Linked DNA regions of Mus musculus: region 2 is linked to region 1. A link is a contact called in public HiChIP or PLAC-seq data. All regions are on one chromosome and are shown on one strand. The core of a region is the stretch at or near the end of the contact, and the rest is flanking DNA. Distances in the headings are between cores, read along the strand shown. Region 1 has its middle 39 kb from the start of Sec61g. Region 2 overlaps Egfr (epidermal growth factor receptor).

Region 1 (2,700 bases), core at 153-2,652:
TCATAAAAATTATAATTATAATTATAAAATTATAAGTTCCAGACAGATTTATATGTGGAACTAAAATAATGATGGTTTTCTGGGATAATAGACAAAAATTTCAAATCCTCCTAAAGATCTTACACAGACACATATGTATCTAGTGATAAACCTCTAAAGCCAGAAAAGGAGTAATGTTTAAACATAGCAAAAGTATGACTGTTGGCTATCTATAGTCACCATCCCTGAACTACTACTGTGTGCATATATTTTTAAGTGAACTTGTACAGATACCTCCTCCTGCCGTCAGTGCTGGGGATCAGACCCAGGGCCTTGTGCATGCGAGGCAAGCACCTTACCACTGAGTTATATCCCCAGTACCTCAAGCATATTTTTGGCTCACAGTATTCTATATGATGGGGCTCCAAACTCATTACTTAAATCTTTGATTATGTCGAGAGAACCCCATCTTCCCAGTTATGTTACTTATCAAATCAGAACTCTTCTGTGTGGTTTTCCTCTAAGAAATCTATCCCCGCTACACAGAGAAGTGAATGGCATACTCTTCTTTGTTCATACTACACAGTGGTCTTTTTCAGCTATCTTGACATTGGACTAGTAAGTGGCTCAGCTTCTTTCAAGTCTGAACCCAAAACACTCAGCACAATTTCTAGAATGATCGTTAGATGCTATGCATCTTATTCAGCTGTTCCAGTACCCCTGCCTTCCCTCACTCTTTCCAAACACAGCACATACTACTTTCTGATTGATGTGGCATAATCAACACAATTTTGAGAATCCCTTGTCTCTTGAAGTTCTTTACACAATGACTTTTCCTTGGGATCTTTAATCATCTGCTCAGGAAAATTTAAAGAGACATAGCAGTGATACTGGACCAGATGGTCATTAACCCTGTATTTATGCACAGAGCCAGCTTTGCATTTGCAGTTTTATCTTCTCTTTCTAAATTACTTTGGAACCACTAACTAATGAAGTAAAGGGGTTGGGAGTGTGTAATGATCAAATAATGTTTTAACAAGAGGGTAGAGGGGGGGGGGGGAGGGAAACACTGTGCCACATTTCATGTTAGCAGGACGTGGTTCTAAGAAGGTGATTCTTCCATAGCTTGACATGTTATTGGCATGTAGAAACTAATTAAACTGATTACATTATAAACATCGCCATTTGTGTTTATGTATTTGTCTCTGACAGAAAAAGTGTCAAATATTAATTCTGATCTTAAATGAAGGCCTTTAGTGACATTTACTTTTCTGATCTGCATAGCCAAGTTAAAGTTTATATAGTTCTTTATTAAAGCCAAAAGAAATATAGGTTTGAGTCAAAATTGCTTTTATGACTCCCACACGAGGAGCCCAGGCTGAGTTCATAAAGGCGAGGCAGGTCCCAGGGGCACTGCTGTTAAATATGGAAAACTATTTCCTTTTCTGGAGCCAGGCTTTGACAACAATAAGATTACACCGGGCACCACACAGTGAAGAACTGGGATCAAACATCTTCAGATGAACCCAACTACCTCCAGGATTGCAGTTTTTAATGCCTCCATGTCTGTCCAGAAACAACAGAGAAATGAGCCCAATGTAAATGGTGAATTAACATGGTTTTACAATGTTAGGAAAAGTATCAAATAACATAAATCCCAGAAAATGAAGGGAGACTCAAGGGTAAATGAAGACGCAAAGAAAGTTTCAGAAAAAAGCCAGGAATATTTCTTGGGAGTTATAACCACTGTGCCCTGGCTGGGAGTCAACTTGGCACTAACAGTCAACTGCAGGAATGATTCACTTGGCTGGGAGAGAGGTGCTGTGTGTGAGTCCATGTGAGCTATGAGCACTTTTGATCTCCCAAAGAAGAGATGCACGAATCCTCACATCACTTAGCAAAAAGGACTGTGCACATCACTACAATGCTGCCTTGGAGAAAACTGTGCAAAGAATTGGCCTGAGACAAAGAAGACAATGTACTGAACGCCAATCCTCATGAGCATCATGGAACATCTGTGCCCGTCTTCCCTTGGAGAGAGTTGGCAATGTTACAGTTGACTCTGGAAAATGAACTTTGAAAAACCTTTCATCACAAGCAGAAGCATGTGGCACATACATTGTGTGGGACATTTGAATTCAGAGACATAGAAATGAGTGAGTCCTTAAGGTTATGCCAGAAACCTGCCACACGAAACTTCTTGATTAACACATTTTGGAAGTGAGTTCATGTGAGGTACATGTATGGGTTTATTAGGGTTGAAACAATTTCAGTATTGTATGGCACCTCTTTACTGATCCTCAAATGGGGCAATGATGAGATGTTTCAGCACCATCGGGAAGCCTGAAACCTGTCTCTGTGTTCCATTTACCCACCGCTTCATCAGTTGTGCCTCATGGTGCTGAGAACCACTCTCGTCTCCCTTTCCCGGTGCCCACCTTTAGCATTGCTGAACAACACTGTCAGTGTTTACAAGCTGACCCTTGTCAGGATAGTATCTAAAGTGCTAACCTTTCCAGAACTTAATACTTTTATTTAAATTTATTGTTTATTAAACCTATTATTTGTGTAAATGTATAAATGTGTATAATAGCTTCTGATCATTCCCATTTCCCTTCCCACCTCTGACTTCACCAAGATCTCTGCATGACCCCCTCCCAACTTTACTTCCTCTTCACTTTTCCTTAATAAGCCACCGTGTCAAATGAAGGCTGACATATG
Region 2 (2,700 bases), core at 89-2,588, 360 kb before region 1:
ACTGTGTTGGCTCAGCACAGTGGCATCTGGACCTATTGGAGAGATTTTGACCATGTAAGAACAAACTTTGGCCTGATACCTGGATAACAAGGTAGCGCTGTGGGTCTCGGGCCATTTTGGAGAATTCAAGAATCAACTCTCGGAACTTTGGGCGGCTATCAGCATCTATCATCCAGCCTGAGAAAGGAAGGAAGCCAAAGCAAAGCAATTAGAACCCTGGAAGAAATGACAAGGAGGGCATTGCTTTAAGTGATGCTGTGATCTTGCTAGGCAAATGGATAATGAAGGCACATAATCTTTGGGAGAGGCTTGGCACATGAGATAACACTGATTAGTTCTTGAAGTACATGAGAAGTTATTGTAATACCTTGTGGATTCATTCCCAGCCCTATAGAACAGTTTTCAGTCAGAGTAACAATAACATATACGGTAATGGTTTTACGTTTGTCCTTCCTTAGTCATCATTCTTGCATTATGATCTTCAGTGACCACAGGGTTTTACTGTGGGCAATCACTGCTGAACTACTCTGACTTTGGTATGCCTCTGTGCTTTCTTTGTCCTAATCCACAGCTTTCTAAGCTAGAAAATAGATTCAATTTACAGAAATGTCAAGGCCTTATTGCATTCTCCATTCAGTTACCATTCATGCAATTAACAAGGCTGAATCTGTGTATCATCAGTCAATCAATCAATCAATCAATCAACCAACCAACCAAGCAAACAAGCGATATATATCTGTCTATCTATCTACCATCTAACAATGTATCTATGCATCGATCAATGAATCGATGTATATGTGTATGCATGTATACATCCATCAATCTATGTATCAATTATTTACCAGTGCTGGGGACTGAACCTAGGGTGTCATAACTAGTATTTTCTGGGTAAAACTATATTTAGTAGTCACAGAGGTTCATTGCTTTACCAATGATCTAAAAATAGATCCAGCAATGGAGAGGATAAACTGTGCACTAGATACTTGTGCCTTTAGGGATTGGATTTATTTTTTCAACTGGTCATCAAGCTATTTTAGGCTAAACTGCTATGTGACCTTAGACAAATCATGCAACCTCTCTAGGCCTCAGCTTCCTCATCTGAAACCAAAGCAGTGAAAATAGATTAACTCCCTGGTCCAAAGTTCAGAGAATACATTGTTATTTATGATAAAGCAGCCTTGCTGGTTAGATTTCATCAACTGGAAATGAGCTAGAGACATCTGGGAAGAGAAAACTTTAGCTGAGAGAATGCTTCCAGTAGATTGGTCTGTGAGCAACATTCTGTTGATTAATGAGTTATGTGGGAGAGCCCAACCCACTGTGGGCGGTGCCATCCCTTGGCTCCTGTTTTTCTGTTGTCTAAGAAAGCAGGCTGAGTGAACCAGGAAGAGGAAGCCACAGGCAGAGTTCCTCCATCTTTGCTTCAGTTTCTGCCTCCAGCTTCCTGATTTGAGCTTTTTCCCTAGCATCCCTTGATGACAGACAGTAAGCTGTAAGCCAAAAAAAAGCCTTTCCTCCACAAGTTGCCTTTGGTCAGTGTTTTATCAGAGCAACAGAATGCAAACTAAGACCACTGCTCTGTCATATTCCTATGCTGTTTCTATGCCAATGCTATGACATGTGTACTATTACTTTCAGAGCACAATTACAGATTTGTGTGGAATACTAGCACTTATCAAAATGCACACTCCTGTCGGGATTAAGATGATTAACTGCTTTACTTCAGGAGGCCTTGCATAAATCCAGTTTGAAAGATTTAAGCCAAAGCAGAAACAAAGATTGTATCAAACTCCCATGGTTACTCATTGTTAGGCATTTTGAAACATTAAGTTTCTCTAGCAACAGGTCTCAAAATGTAATACAACTTTGTAAGTTCATTGAGCAACTCAGATCATAGAATATCTGGGAATAATGGCTTAGGAAAGACTTCAGTTTTAATTTATTTGCTTGCAAATTTGGGCAAATATGAGGTCAGGATGAGTCAAGCAAGTGATTCCTAAAGAATGCTTGCTGGAGGTGTTTATGATGTTTCTGGAACTGTGAGCCTGACTCGAAGACTGATGCTATTTCTTCGGGGAAATGAGGGCCTGGGCTATTTGTCTCAGAGCAATTACATCCTTCCAGGACCATCAACATGAGTGTGGATGCCCCCCCCCCCCCCAGTCACTCACACTTGACCATGATCATGTAGACATCGATGGTGCAGATAGGTGGCTGTGGAAGGCGCTCTCCTTTCTCTAGGATGGATGAGATGTCACTTGCTGGGATTCCATCATAAGGCTTGGACCCAAAGGTCATCAGTTCCCACACAGTGACACCTAGGCAGATAGAACAGGCAAAGAAAGTCATTGCATTGTGAGTTAATGCTTAACACACCACCTAATCCTTAGCCATTATTGTTAGTAAGTATTTTAAAACCTGTTTCTGTAGCCTTGAGCCACTGGTTTGAGGGGATTTACCTATCAAGTAAGATAATAGCATCTGTTTCATGGCATGGCTTCAAAGATGTAGTAAGATCTTATACAAAAAAGTTTAGCTAAATGTGAGGCATATAGTTGCTGACTGATAAGTGGAATAGTTATAACCTTAAAGACAAGGACAACTGTGGAGCCCGAGTTTGCTACAGAACAAGGTCTGCCTACGTGCACAGCTGTTCTGAGAACCTTATACTCAAGGTAGTGCAAGCAAGGACCTTACAAA

Evidence for each region. HiChIP or PLAC-seq counts read pairs in DNA pulled down with a chosen protein or histone mark.
Region 2: a CTCF HiChIP or PLAC-seq map of the NIH/3T3 cell line shows a contact between it and region 1, with 18 read pairs. The contact joins two enhancer-like sites. A contact is called at or near these places in 1 of 15 datasets of contacts at CTCF or cohesin (the NIH/3T3 cell line), 1 of 484 Hi-C or Micro-C datasets (bone marrow-derived macrophages), 2 of 115 datasets of contacts at active chromatin or transcription factors (the NIH/3T3 cell line and embryonic fibroblasts) and 1 of 9 other capture datasets (embryonic stem cells).

What each region holds. Positions count from the first base shown.
Region 1 is chr11:16,545,678-16,548,377 of GRCm38.p6, reverse strand. No RefSeq gene overlaps it. Among named protein-coding and RNA genes, the nearest start is that of Sec61g, 39 kb to the right of the region's middle. Within about 2 kb of position 1,402, at least 30 of the 459 cell types and tissues checked have an H3K27ac peak or open chromatin away from gene starts, as enhancers often do. A contact at or near this core is called in the NIH/3T3 cell line, where this site is marked.
Region 2 is chr11:16,906,354-16,909,053 of GRCm38.p6, reverse strand. It overlaps Egfr (epidermal growth factor receptor), which reads right to left. Exons shown (of 28, transcript NM_207655.2): 23 at 2,172-2,318; 24 at 80-177. Among named protein-coding and RNA genes, the nearest start is that of Eldr, 44 kb to the left of the region's middle. Within about 2 kb of position 1,338, at least 26 of the 459 cell types and tissues checked have an H3K27ac peak or open chromatin away from gene starts, as enhancers often do. A contact at or near this core is called in the NIH/3T3 cell line, where this site is marked.